Linked DNA regions of Mus musculus: region 2 is linked to region 1. The links are chromatin contacts, called in public HiChIP or PLAC-seq maps. All regions are on one chromosome and are shown on one strand. The core of a region is the stretch at or near the end of the contact, and the rest is flanking DNA. Distances in the headings are between cores, read along the strand shown. Region 1 overlaps 6720432D03Rik (a long non-coding RNA gene). Region 2 has its middle 32 kb from the start of Gm36227.

Evidence for each region. HiChIP or PLAC-seq counts read pairs in DNA pulled down with a chosen protein or histone mark.
Region 2: an HNF4G HiChIP or PLAC-seq map of pancreatic cancer cells shows a contact between it and region 1. The contact joins two enhancer-like sites. A contact is called at or near these places in 1 of 15 datasets of contacts at CTCF or cohesin (the NIH/3T3 cell line), 8 of 484 Hi-C or Micro-C datasets (cerebral cortex, embryonic fibroblasts, morula and 5 more), 10 of 115 datasets of contacts at active chromatin or transcription factors (craniofacial prominence, embryonic hindbrain, embryonic limb bud and 5 more) and 1 of 9 other capture datasets (embryonic stem cells).

What each region holds. Positions count from the first base shown.
Region 1 is chr9:41,857,158-41,863,730 of GRCm38.p6, reverse strand. The region is part of intron 3 of 6720432D03Rik (a long non-coding RNA gene); the gene reads left to right. Among named protein-coding and RNA genes, the nearest start is that of 6720432D03Rik, 16 kb to the left of the region's middle. Within about 2 kb of position 2,825, at least 85 of the 459 cell types and tissues checked have an H3K27ac peak or open chromatin away from gene starts, as enhancers often do. A contact at or near this core is called in cerebral cortex, craniofacial prominence, embryonic fibroblasts and 3 more, where this site is marked.
Region 2 is chr9:41,948,309-41,954,881 of GRCm38.p6, reverse strand. No RefSeq gene overlaps it. Among named protein-coding and RNA genes, the nearest start is that of Gm36227, 32 kb to the right of the region's middle. RefSeq lists an enhancer at 357-5,742. Within about 2 kb of position 3,816, at least 231 of the 459 cell types and tissues checked have an H3K27ac peak or open chromatin away from gene starts, as enhancers often do. A contact at or near this core is called in cerebral cortex, craniofacial prominence, embryonic fibroblasts and 3 more, where this site is marked.

The DNA of each region.
Region 1 (6,573 bases), core at 1,576-4,075:
AAGTAAGCAAACAAACAAAGAAACAAACTACATAGAAAACATTAAAAGAAGAAACATCTGGCTTCTATACATGCAATACACATGCACATATACACACATACACTTGCACATACATATACACATACACACATATATATGCACATATATATGCACATATATGTGCACACACACATACACATGCACACACACAGGTACACACAATACACATACACATGGAGTGGGGTGGTTTCAGGGTTTACGTTTGCTTAACATTTTCAACTCCAGCATTCTGCTGATGTGTTATGTGCCAAGGTGCCTTTTTATTATATTCATTTTGATTCAGTAAATATTGATTGCTTACTATCATAGGCCAAGTCTCATGCTAGGGGAGAGAAATACAAATCGCTGAAATTGGATCCTTCTCTTAGATTTTTACAGACTTTTATGGATGAGGATAGGCCATGATCTAGGCTTTCAAGACATAAATATATCAGTGAATAGGAAAATGTTCCTAAGTGAGAATATTAACATCTTCAGGGATGGTGTCTGTCACCTTTCCTCCAAGGGAACATGCAAGGACTAGATCTGTCTATGTGGTCCACAGAGCACAGCAGTGATGGCTGAGGGGATGAAGGTAAGGATGTGGAAATGGGAGTATTGGGTCTTTGTAGTGTGTGGGAGGAATTATTGGACCATGAAGGAGATGTCAGCTGAGCTTGGCAGGTGGGGTTGAGGACCATGAGAATGGGGGAAGCTTCCAGACTAGAGGGAGTGTGCGTAGACACAGGTGGGAGGAAGGTTCCAAGGCTCTTTACAGAAATGGACCATATCTCATTTCTGGGTAGGCATGGGGCAGAAGTAGGGGAGATAGAAAGAGACAGTGAGGAGATCTGAACCATTTCTGTTACACTGTTATTGTCCTTGTTTGCTTTTCAACAGGGCTGACAAGCAAGAGCCTTTTGTTTCTGCAACAGATAACATAATCACCCAAGCTTAGTACTCCCAGGCAAAACTGGTGCGAGTGGACTGGAGATCCTCAAGGAGAATTTATCTGTCGAAATAGAGTTGCTTTTTGTGTATTTCCATGTTTCCTTCAGTCTTTGAAAATGGATAACCCAGGCACCATCTATAAGACTTCCTATTAGCCATCTTCCAGTACAACGTATTGGTCTTTTCCTGATGGATAGCAAGCAGGGTTTACTGTAAAAGCCTTTTCACGATCGTGATGGAGCATCCTCCATCCTTTCCCCTTCCCATAAAGCCCATCCGCTGACCTCCAGCATTTGATAAAAGCCCTCTCTCATTAGCTCCAGCAGCTGAAGCTGTCTGAGCAGATTCCAGTAAGTATGGCGACACACCATCCATCTAGACGGTGTGGCCACTGCAACCTTAGAGGAACCCAGCAATCCTGTCCTTGCACAGAGTGTGGGCACCTGGGAACTGCGTCAGACTCTGCGAATTCGGGGACTGGTCTTTTAAATATTCTCCATGACATTTCCCTCAATTCACAGCCTGTTTGGATACGGTTTTATATCAGGGTGGGGTCCAAAGCCAAGGTCACTTAAGGAGTCACAGAATCAAAGGATCTCAGAGATGGGAGGTACTAGTGATTATTTGTTTCAGTTGTCTTGGTTTATAAGTGAAGGGCCTGAGGTCAGAAGATGTTGCAGCCACCCAAGTCGGTTAAGGGCAGAGCTTGAACTTGGACTTAGGACTGCAACTCTTTCCACAGGGGAAGGCAGTCCTGTCTCTTAAGTCCTTCTCTGCTTGACCATCTGCTCACCAGAGAGGCCTTGATTCTCCTGTTCTTTCAGGGCCTCTGCCTGTCCTGCATGCTACTCTGATAACAGGGCTTTCTTGCTATAGAAGGCCTGTTCACTAGGGAGGGATCAGGCTCCAGGGAGCTCTGTAGGTAGAAAGTGGTGTCTGTGTGTTTTCTGGATGATTGGACCAGTCCTAGCACCTTGGGGAGTCTAGTTTCCTCTCTCCTCTACTGCAGACTGTGCACTGCCAGTTGAATTACTGCTGCTAGGAACAAGGATGTGCATTCAATGGAGGGATGTCACAAGTGACCATGTTACCCGCTAGAGGATTAAAAACAAACATGGGGGGAGTTTGAGGAGCAATTGGGCAGACAGAAGGAGTGGAGATCACAAGAAAAGAGGACATGAAAAGGCAGAGTCCTAGTTGCTGCTTCAATGTAAATGTGTCCAGAGTGAGGCGCTCATGTTAGACCTATGCAAGGGAGTTCACCAACTGATTGAAAAGAGAAAGAGGACATGGATCCAAAGGGGAGTCCTCCCAGAGACTCCTACCATCCCTTCCTTGCTGGCACTGTTTGCAGGGGAATATGGATTCAGTTTGTGCAGCTGCCGGAGGAAGGAGGCATTAGCCTGGAGACCTTACAGTGAAACAGCTCGCATTGCAGAAGCAGACAGATGAGGGCCTATCTCCCACTCTCTGCAGGTGGGGACAGCCCCTGACATAAACGCAACACTTTGTTCACGTCTCTGCCTTTTCATTTTCTTATGGACATTTCTCAACCAAGGCAGGGCCCCACCTCAAGACAGCTCAGATGCCCCCTCTGCCTCCCAAGGGGTTTGGTGTCTTCAGCAAGCAAAGGCACAGCTAGCAGTAAGCCTCCCTTCCCATCTTCCATAGCGCCCTGGGGGGGGGGGGGAAGCAGGGGAGCAGGGGGCAGGTAATTGTGGCTGTAAGCCATGGTGCTGCAGTGGCAGTCTCTGCTCTAACTTTACCCTGTTTCCCAAGGAAGCCCCAGGGAATCTGGACAAGTTGGGGCTGGGGCACAGATACTGGAGAAGGGGTGGGGACAGGACGGCACCCAGCAGATTTCCTGGCACTGTGCCAGGCCAGAGCTGCCTGCTGTGTGCAGGAAATATTCAACATTCTGTGTCTTAAAGAGAGAGCCTGGAAAGGCTCCAAGACTATACTTAATACATCTGCTGGGAGCTACACAGACGGAAACTGGGGGAGGGGGTGTGCAGGAGGGGGGGGTCGGCTGTCGTCTGCAAAAATAACCCTTGCAGGTCCAGCAAAGCACACAGCATCCACAGGGCACAGGTAATAAGCTTGTGCAAAAGTTCTCTCTTAGCTCCAGTTTTGTACACACACAATTCAAAGCTCATTTGTAGCATCAGATCTGTGTTTCTGCTTTATGATCCCGGGAGGTAGGAAGGGAATGTTATTTTAGTTGCTAGAGTATGGATCGGTTTGTTTCCTTTAGCACATAGCCAAACAGAGGGATGGATGGTCAAGTCTTCATCTCACAGAGGAGGGAGCTGATTCAGAAAAACTAAGTTTACCTCTTGTAAGTCCAAGGCTCTGAGTTCAAGCTTGTCCTCTACCCCTCGATGTCTATACCCAAAAAAGAGCAGCCAGGTTCAACAAGCACTGGATAATCCTAGTAAGTGTTTTCACTATACTCTCCATCACAGTCTAGTTTGGGAAAAGACACTGCCCTCCTCCCACCCTCCTAAGGCACCTCTCGTGCAGGGGGTGAGATGGTTAGAAACTAGTAACCGAGGAGGCTTTTGCCATCAGACATATACTCTGAGGCAATTGCAAAGTCCACAGAAGCCAGCAAAGAAACAGACTGACTTAAAGTGATAACTCTCCAGAGGGCTTTGCCCCATGGAGAAAGAAACAGCACACAAACAGCCTCCTTTCTTTAACCTATCCCCACACACACCAGGAAAGAGAGAAACGTCTCTCTCCTGTGTCTCAGTCTCCCAGTCCCATGCTCAGCAGCCTGGTGCTGACTCATTTCCGAAGCTTTGCAGCTCTTAGGTCTTTATCTTCAACTGTAGACTATGTTAAAATATGCTTAAGTTAAAATATGGTGTGGGAAAGATGTGTGCGGAAGCTAAGGGTAGTAGGTGAGTATCCATGAGGAGAGGGAATGAATGTATATAGATGAAATGGATGAAGATGCCAAGCTCTCTGGGGTTTGTATGGAAGAAGAAGGTGACCAGGGAGAGAGAAAAGAAAAAAGAACAGGTGACCTTGAATGTTAAAAAGATGCTTGTTTGCAAAACTTGTTTCCCTTCTTTGAATATGCTCCTGCATCACAATAAACATGCCATACATATACTTATGCCAGCATATCGTGCATATAGATGTATATATAGATTATGCACACACATATACTCACATACACATGTGTGCATGCGTGTATACACACACACACACACACACACACATCCCCATCTTTATTCTTTAAACCCATCACATGCTCTTCCCTCAACAATTCCATAACCATCTTCGTCTCACTCTTGCAAGCACAGAATGATTTGTGTAACTTGACAGCTGTGAGCTTCAAATTTTATTAAACATCTGCCTTGTTCACAGCCTGTTGTTTTTTTTTTAAGATCTTATCTAATTGCCTTGTGTCACAGGGGCTACCATCTTGTCCATGTGCAAAAGATATAAATGTAGCCACATCACCAAGAAGCTGGATAAAATGCAAGGGATTGTGTTGGTCGTGTTCTGGTAGAAGAAGAGTAGATTATAGAATAATCATTCTATGATGTGTGTTTGCATGGTTTACAAGGTAGACACATGCACTTGTATCTTTAAATGCTATAGGTATTTCGTTGGCCTGAACACATCCCTTAAATTACCTTGGCAGAAGAGAAAGGTGGTGGGGACTTCATAAGGTAGGGCTTATTGGAAGGTGACTAATGCTGACTCGCCAAAGGGAGTGAGTTCCCAAAAGAGTGAGTTGTCACATAAAGAACAAAGTCACCTCTCCCTGCTCTCCACCTTCTCGTCTCGTCATGGGAATTTACTGGCTCCTCGTACCCCAGAGGGGCAGGAACATTTATGGTTAGTGATGGGATGGGCCCTTACTCATCTTTCCATCTCCAGATTTTTTTGAACGAGTAGGTGAATGAGTGAAGTAGCTCTCATACATACGGATCTGGTATGGTTCCTTGTACAAAGGAAAAACGCAGTGACATCATACGAAAATAGAGGCACAGGTCAGCTGGCTTGCCTTCCACGGCTGTTGTTCACTTAAATATCTCAGAGCCTGCAAACTCATCTTTATACAGTTTCTACCAACCCCAAGAAGAAAATAGAGAACATATGAAAACCTTGTAACACCTCAGGAAGGCAGAGCAATCGCCATGGAGCCCGGAGTTTAGATATCAGCCCTATCTTTTCTTCCTCCCCACGACAAACACGCCTTTCAGCCTAGCCCTTCTCCTCACATCAGAAGTGGCTGGTTATTGATATTCCAGAGCCTCTCTATGTAAATTCACATTCCACAAATCTCAAAGCCTTTCTTCTGTATCAGAGCAAGAGGCTGAACAAGATAGATGCTTTTTCTTTTTCTTTTTCTTTCTTTTTTTTTTTTAAAAAAAACCAGCAAATGGCTTTTCTATTGATCCACCTTTTTAACAGCAGGTTTATTTCTCTTCATGGACACTTCAGAATCTCTCTCTCTCTCTCTCTCTCTCTCTCTCTCTCTCTCTCTCTCCCTCTCTCTCTCCCTCTCTCTCTCTCTCCCTCTCTCCCTCCCTCCCTCCCCTCCCTCTCTCCTTCCCTCCCTCCCTCCCTCCCTCCACTCCCCCTGTCTCTTTCTCTCTTTAAGTTAAGAGAGCCTGTTTCCTCTTCTCTACCTCTGTCTCTTCCCACAGATTTATCTGATCTCTGCTCTTCATAAACCAATACTCCCTCCAGACCCGTGTGTTCCTGGCCTGCTGCGGCCAGAATTTAATGTGCTAATCAGGTTTTTCTGTATGTCTGCACACTGTGTCCCTCCACCACCCACTCTGCCTTCTTCACTCTTATCTTTCTATCCTCACCTTCATGGTACACGGGCCTATTAAATGGGGTCCAGTGCAATTTCTGGCACCCAATAAATCTAAATTTTCAAGCTTGGGAAGCTGGGCTTACTCATTGGCACCCAGATAAATGAGTCCTCGGTGAGAAACCTACACTGCTCATTACTCTCTGCTGAAACCCCAACTGGGGGCCTAGAAGTCAAAATCCCTCTTTACTCTTCACTCTATGGAGAAGAACACGTCCTTACCCTCCAAACAGGGAGTTAACATTTTCATCTCTGCACGCTCTCCTTTCTATCGGGGTTTTCGATGAGACAGGAACATCCCAGACAGTAGCTAGCTGGTTCAATCTTCTTTGCTGTGGTGCCTCGGAGTGAGACTTAACACCTAGCACACAAGTCCCCGCTGTACAACAAAGAACGGTGCCCATGCTCCCAATCAGGCAATGATCACAGAGGTCTGCATAGGCCCCTCCGGTACAGGGAGTGATGCTTCAATTTCCCAAGCCCCTTCTGTCTGATTAACAAGGGACCTTCAACTCTCCATGTAGGAATTAAAGAAGGGTTACTGAGGTTGGGGGCCCCTTGAAATCAGACCAAGCTTCCTAGAAAGAGTAACCAAGAGCCAGAACTGAGGGGGGAAGCAGGGTTGGAGTCGATGTTTTCCTAACCCCTGTGGCAACCTTCTGCTCTCAAGAGGCGGGGGATATTTGTGTTTCCTTATTTGTGATTTTGCCTTGAGAAATTACCACCTTTCACTTTGCCAGCTTCCTGCTTCTCTGCAATAA
Region 2 (6,573 bases), core at 2,567-5,066, 90 kb before region 1:
TGTGTGGAGAACACAGACATCAGGTCTTGAGCATAGACCATGATGGCACAAAGGAGATTTGACAGCAGTATCTGATGGAGCAGGGAGTGGGAAAGGTAAGCGCTCCACGCTCCACCCCTGCCTCGCCTTGGCTTTTCCCAGCATCCAGCAAACCACTGTTTGTGTGTGTATGTGTGTGTGTGTGTTTGAGCGTGTGCTCATGCGCAGGAGTGTGAATGTGTGAGTGCATGCGTGTGTGCATATGTGTGTGTACGTTGATTGGTGGCAGTGTGGAGGTTGGATTTGGCAGCTACCCACTCACACATGTGAATGAGGAAAGGTGAGGGATTCGGGATGAGTCAGAGGGATTAAGGGACTTGGTGGGAAGAATGCTCCCTCGCTTCTCCTTCTACCATGCTTCCAGAGAGCAAAGGTTGTTACAATGACTAGGGATCTGAACTCCCTAGAAATGGTGGCTGGTTTGTGTTGTCTTCTCTCTGTGTGGTGTGTGATATCAGAAGAAACCCAGGCGTGCCTGGGTGACATGGTGTGCCAACTTGTAACAGAGCTAGAACCCTTTCTGGAAAAGTGTAAGTCTGTCAGGTCCAACAGAGCTGGCTGCCTTTTCACAGTCCCCTAGAAAGGCTTCCCGGGCTCAGAAGATCTCAACCCTGCTCCTCCTTTTCTTATCTCCAAGGGCCCGGACCTCCATTGGCTTCATGTCTCAAGGTCACAGTACTTAGGAGATTTTCACAGGTAGAAAGCAATGTCATCTGTGGGTCAAGTAGAGCAAGCTCAAGTGCACCCTGCTAGATCCCATAGATATGTTCTAGAGATTTGCACATCAGACCCCTCCCCCAGTTCAGCAGAACCCTTAAAAATAGGGGGGGGGCTATCATTTAAAGAAATTCAAACCTGCCCCTCTTTTATCTAATGAAGGGTCCTTTTGTCATGCAAATAATGTCATCCTTCTTCCAGTTGAGAGTCTGTCCTGGCTTCCCTTAAGTGAGACACACCTCCACGGAGCGAAGTGTGGGGATGGTACTCTGTGGGATTTTCCACACAGGCTAGTGACCACCCTTCTGTCTTTGTTGCAGTGTTGGCTCTGGAGCCCTTTGTTTATGACAGGTATTATTTTGGCCACTGGAGGGCCCTCTAGATAGCTGGAGAATTCTAGTTCTCGCCTGCAGCTCACGCCCAGATTTTTGAGCAAGCAGCAAGCATTTCAGTGAAAATCGGATTTAACTGGAGAAACTAGCAGTAGCGGTCGACATTCCTTTTATTTAGGAATTTAAGCATACGAGAAGCCTCTATTTAAAAGAGTGGCTTTTGGATTAGGGTCTGTTTGGAGCTGGAGGGGAGGGGCTGAGCTTGTGGTGTGTGGAGAGTGATCTTGCAGAACTCAGCCCAGCTTAGGAGAGCAGAGCTTTGAACAAAGGTTATTTTTTTTTTCCTGTGTGGGAAGGATCACACCAAGATGGATGGAGACAAGCGGGGACCAAATTATTTTTATGCTAGGAAAAGAGAGTCTTGGCCAGGACTAAAGCAACTGTTTGGGTCTATGACCCTTAACCGGGAAGGGAACACTGCTCCCAGGTTTTGTTTTGTTTTTTTTTTTTTGTTTTTTTTGTTTTTGTTTTTGTTTTTGTTTTTACTGTTTCATTTTTGAAGTCTACTTTAGAGATTTTTGGTTTTCTGATGTTGATAAGAACATTGTAAATCTGAGTTCTGAGATGATAACATAGTATAATAAGTTTTACATCCCTCCCTCTCTGCTCCCAAACACAGACCTGTTGAAGAACCAGGTAGGGAAAAAGAAAAGGGGATGGGAGGGCCTAGAGAGCAGAAAGGAAATTTGAGACAGTGAGCGTACGGTTTCCTCTTTGGAACACAAAGACAATCCATCAAAACTCTCCATACTAGACTGATATTAAGCCAGGCTAAAAGGAAGTTTCATGTTCTGACATTTTTACGGCCTGGAACAAGAAATGAATTGGAAAGAGGCCCCTGACAATGGGGGTGGGGGGAGATGGGGTGGTCGTAGAGAACCGGAGCCAAGCGCTGCTGGGGACAGGTGAGTCTGTAGGGACTCAGAAGGTTAGCTTGGGCCCTAGTAATCTAAGAACTCACTCGGTACCATGGAAACAGATATGGTCAGTGGGGACATAGCTCCTGTCAGGCTCTGTGGAGGACAGACAGGCTTGCTTCTTAGAAAATGTGTTTAGCTGTAAAAAAAATGAAGAGTCTTTTTCTGAAATCCCTTAGATCATAGACAGGTTCCTGACCCATATAAAGGACAAGCTTTCTATATTTATTTGAAGACGGATAGGAAAGGATGCAGCTCCGATAGACAGAGCCTCAGTTTCCTTTTTAACCCTGTCGGTTTGTAGGTTAGAGGACACAGTCAGACTGTACAGACAGACAGACAGACTTTGGGGAATGTTGCCCCAGAGCTGAGGATGTGCCCACCAGCCCAGCCCGGTCAAGGGACACAGGAGCCCCTGGCAAGCCTGCATCTTTTGACCAGTGTTTTGCTCTTTCTATTAACCCCTTGTCACCTGTGGAAAGCAGGTACGTAGGAGCACATACAGTTACCCAGTAACACCTAAGAACCTCCATCTGGTAAGGAAAAGACAACTGAGACTGGAGCCTGGGTCTTGGATCACGGCTGACCTGGAGTGACAGGAGGCAAATGATGGTCCCTTGACACCATGTTCCCAGAAAGGCTGAGAATGGCTTATCTGTAAGGGCTGGAGGCTAGGGCAGAAGCAGGCTGGGGGAAGGAATTCCTCACTGAGACCAAAGGTGGATTCTACATCCCTCCCTAGTCTGTACTCTTCTCCCTGCCTCTGAGGTCCTAGCTGTCATTGTGTGTAACGCTGACACGCACACGTTTTCCTCTGACGTATTTGTACACATATATACTTCTTGCAAACACTTGTGCGGAGTGTTAGGCACTTGGCAGGCAAGCAATGAATAACTTGGGGAAGACTGAACAAAACGCTAAGGTTGTATGTCATGGCTGTCAGTGAGGTCCCTGTTCAGAGCTGGGATCCACCACTGGCTTTTTGAGGGTGGACGAGTTACACAGAAAGGGATGGACAAGCTCTGCCTGACGACAGTAGTATCTCTGAACTCTGGAGCATTCTCAGACCTACTGCACAACCATAGCAGGAAAGAGAGCTGGTTGGTGGGAGTGCAGGGCGGGAGCTGGGAAGTGGTTTCTTTGTTCTGGGAGATTTCAGCCGGCACGAACCGCAAATTTTACTGTCTGCACACCAAGAGCCCCTCCCCTCCCCCTTACCGCCTTCCTTTCCAACCTGAGAATTCATTCGCTGCCACCCTCGGTCTCTTCCTCTGCCCCAGAGCAGTCACCAGGGAAAGATCTCTTTGTTGAGAACACCCCGAGACAACTCAGAGTTGCAGAGTTCCCAGGGCACTGCCAGGGTTGCCCTCCGAGGAGAGTGGTCTCCCGGGCACAGACCCCCACCTGTTGATCTCTCCTTTCCCCGGGGGTGAGCGGCAACTTGCATTGTGCCGGGATCTCACGCGTTTCCCCGGCAGGCTCGGCAGATGGCGCTCATGAGCAAAGCCACCACGGTCCCTTCCCTGCCCCTCCCCACCGTCGGGGCCTCGCTGGGCTAAAGCAAAAACAGATGTTTTCATCATTTTTGGATCTGGCACGTGACTTGCAGTTCAGCAATGTGCCGACAGAACCCAGAGTTGTGTGTTTCCTTCATCTCCCGCAAAATAAAACAATCTTCCTTAAATGAGCGTTCCTCTAAGTGAGCCTGCGACACACGATCTCTTTAGCACAAGGGGTTGTTTGCTTAATGGAACTCCAACTGCGAGTGCCCTGCTAGCCAGTCTTGGGTCTATAATTGGGAAGAGGTCCTTTTTCAGAGAAGACAGTGAGCGGCCAGACTGGCTATCTTTACCTTAAGGGCTGGGGACAGGCGCTAGCGTTTTAAAAATAGCCCTGGTCTGGCTGGCGAGGAACCTGCCTTGCGTGGGTGCATAGGGGTCGCGAACAAAACAGGAAGGCCGAGGCGGCGCGCCCTGTTCCCCGCGCCCACGGCAGGTGGCAGCATTGGCCCGAGCTGGCCTCTGCCACTGGCCAAGCCCAAAGAGGGCCCTTTTACTTTCGGTGGCCTCAAAATTATTAGTTCCAGATGAATTCTTGCGATTGTAATATTTGGTTTAACCCAATCGGCCCGATTGCGTCAGCGTACGCTCACACTCAGCCGTCTGAAGTCTAACCAGACATCAGAGGCTTGTTTCAGGAGTGTCAACATTCCTCATCCTTTGAAAGAATTAAAACAAAAAAACGCAAACGCTGATTTATCCCCAAAGGAAAGGGGGGCTGAACAGACGTGCAGCTAGGGTGACCAGAGGGAGTGAACGTGGAGATTCAGGCGGGAGTCAACAGTTGAACCTTGACGAAGCCTGCTTGGGGAGAATTGGAGTTCTTTGTCGATCTAGGACGGACCTCTGGGTTTTATGAAGGTTGGGGCGAATAAGCTGAACTGGTTTGTGAGACAAGAGGCCTGGAGTCATGTAGACTGCTATTGCCAGGCACAGAACACGCTGAGCCTCTGTTTAACCCTTGGCCTGGCTGCTCCTTCCAGGGCCAGACACAGCCTCCTAACAGCTGTGGGGGATTTCTGAATCTCCCTTAAGGATGCAAGCTGTGTTTCCTGAGGATAGCAGCCCACACCCCAGAGGACCTCTTGAAAAGATGAGGCCTCCAGCAGACCTTGCTGAGTGGACCCGCTGGAATGATCATATGTCTTGTAAACAGCCCTTTGCGTGTCACACACCAGGCAGGGATGCTTGGGGACCCATTCTAGTAGTCTCGGGTTTTACAGGTGTTATCCTATGAGATTAAAAGACTGCACGCTGAGTGCAGGGGCACTGATAGTTAAATCTGGCCACAAGACACACAGTTCCACCCACGAGAGCAGAAAGGGTGCCCTGCCTCCCTTGGCTGAGCTGGAATGACTTGTCCTCGGAAAAGAAGGTCTGGTCTTTACTGTGCGGTCCCCATCCATGCATTTTTTTTTCCAATCTGTCTTCAAACTCTTCAAGTAATGTGGTCAAGGAAGCTAGGGAGATTTCTGCTAGCTAATTTCAGGGAGCTTGCCGGCTTTCAAGCAGGTCTCTGGCTCAACTCGGTGCTGATCAAAAGCCAGCACCCATCTGGCAGATGCCTCAGGTCCTGCCCTTGGAGAGCTAGCTGGTGGTGGCTGACTGGGGTCGGAGTCTGCCAGGCAGGCTGGCTGTGCGGCCATCTTGTCCTTCCCTTTTCTCTGCCCAGTGGTGGTTGAGCTCAGTGAATCAAGCATGGAAATAAAAATGGTGGGTGAACACCTCCAGACTGTTTTGAGGTCTTGGTGTCCTGGATATTCCTTTCTCTCTGAAAAATACATGCCTCTGCATGGTAAGACTGTATGGTGCTCCACCTGGGCTGAGCCGGGGGCAGGGGAGTGAACTAAGCTGGAGAAGCAGGCGTATTGACAACAGGACTCCTTGGGATGGTGGAAGAATTCCAGTGTTCTTGGGACTCACTGACTTGATTTTCTTCTGAGAATCAGCTTTTGAACATCTGACTGTGCAGAGGTTTTCAGTTCTGACTGCTTACGATCAGTTTGAACCATTGAGCCCTCCATTTCTGAGCATCAGAAGTTCAGTTGGAGGTCAGCTTGGGCTCCAATGGACCCTATCAATGTGGGAAGGAAGGATTCTCACACAAAGCTGCTTGCATCACAGTGAAAAGGGAATGGGTTAAAAACCCACAGCTGTATCGCTACTAGGTGGTTGGAATATACAGCCAGATTATCTGTCTGTCTGTCTGTCTGTCTATCTATCTATCTATCTATCTATCTATCTATCTATCTATCTACCTACCTACCTACCTACCTACCTCTCTCTATGTCTGTCTGTCTGTCTATCTATCTCTGTCTATCTATCTATCTATCTATCTATCTATCTATCTATCTATCTATCTATCTATCTATCTATCTACCTCTCTATCTGTCTGTCTGTCTGTCTGTCTATCTACCTACCTACCTCTCTCTATGTCTCTCTCTCTCTCTCTCTCTCTCTCTCTATTTATCTGAGGAAACCTTTGACCAACATACTGTCTTAACAAAATGGTTCAACCAACAGGATGTATGAGTTTGATTGGATCTTCAATCTAAAGAGGGAAAGTTATGACAGACATCCTCTGACCTAACTGGGAACTTGGTGGATCCCGGGAGATTAGTGATAATTAGGTTTGAATAGATCACTGTGGTTTTATAGGAAGAAGTCTATATGGCGAGTCCTGAAGTATTTAGGGCCGAGTGTCAGGACATTTGCTTGCAACTCAGTTTCAAAAGATTCATTTTTTAAAAAACAACTTAGTAAATATTCTAGAAGGTTAGAACCTGTGACTGGTGGTGACTCATGAATGTGTGTATCAAAGTTCACCAGAGACTAATTCAGGACATTTCTAGTTAAAAAAAAATGCTATGCAAACAGAATATGGCCCCTCCGTAAACATCTTACCATATTCCTCACGTATCAAACAAGTATGTGAAGCACTGTGTTTAA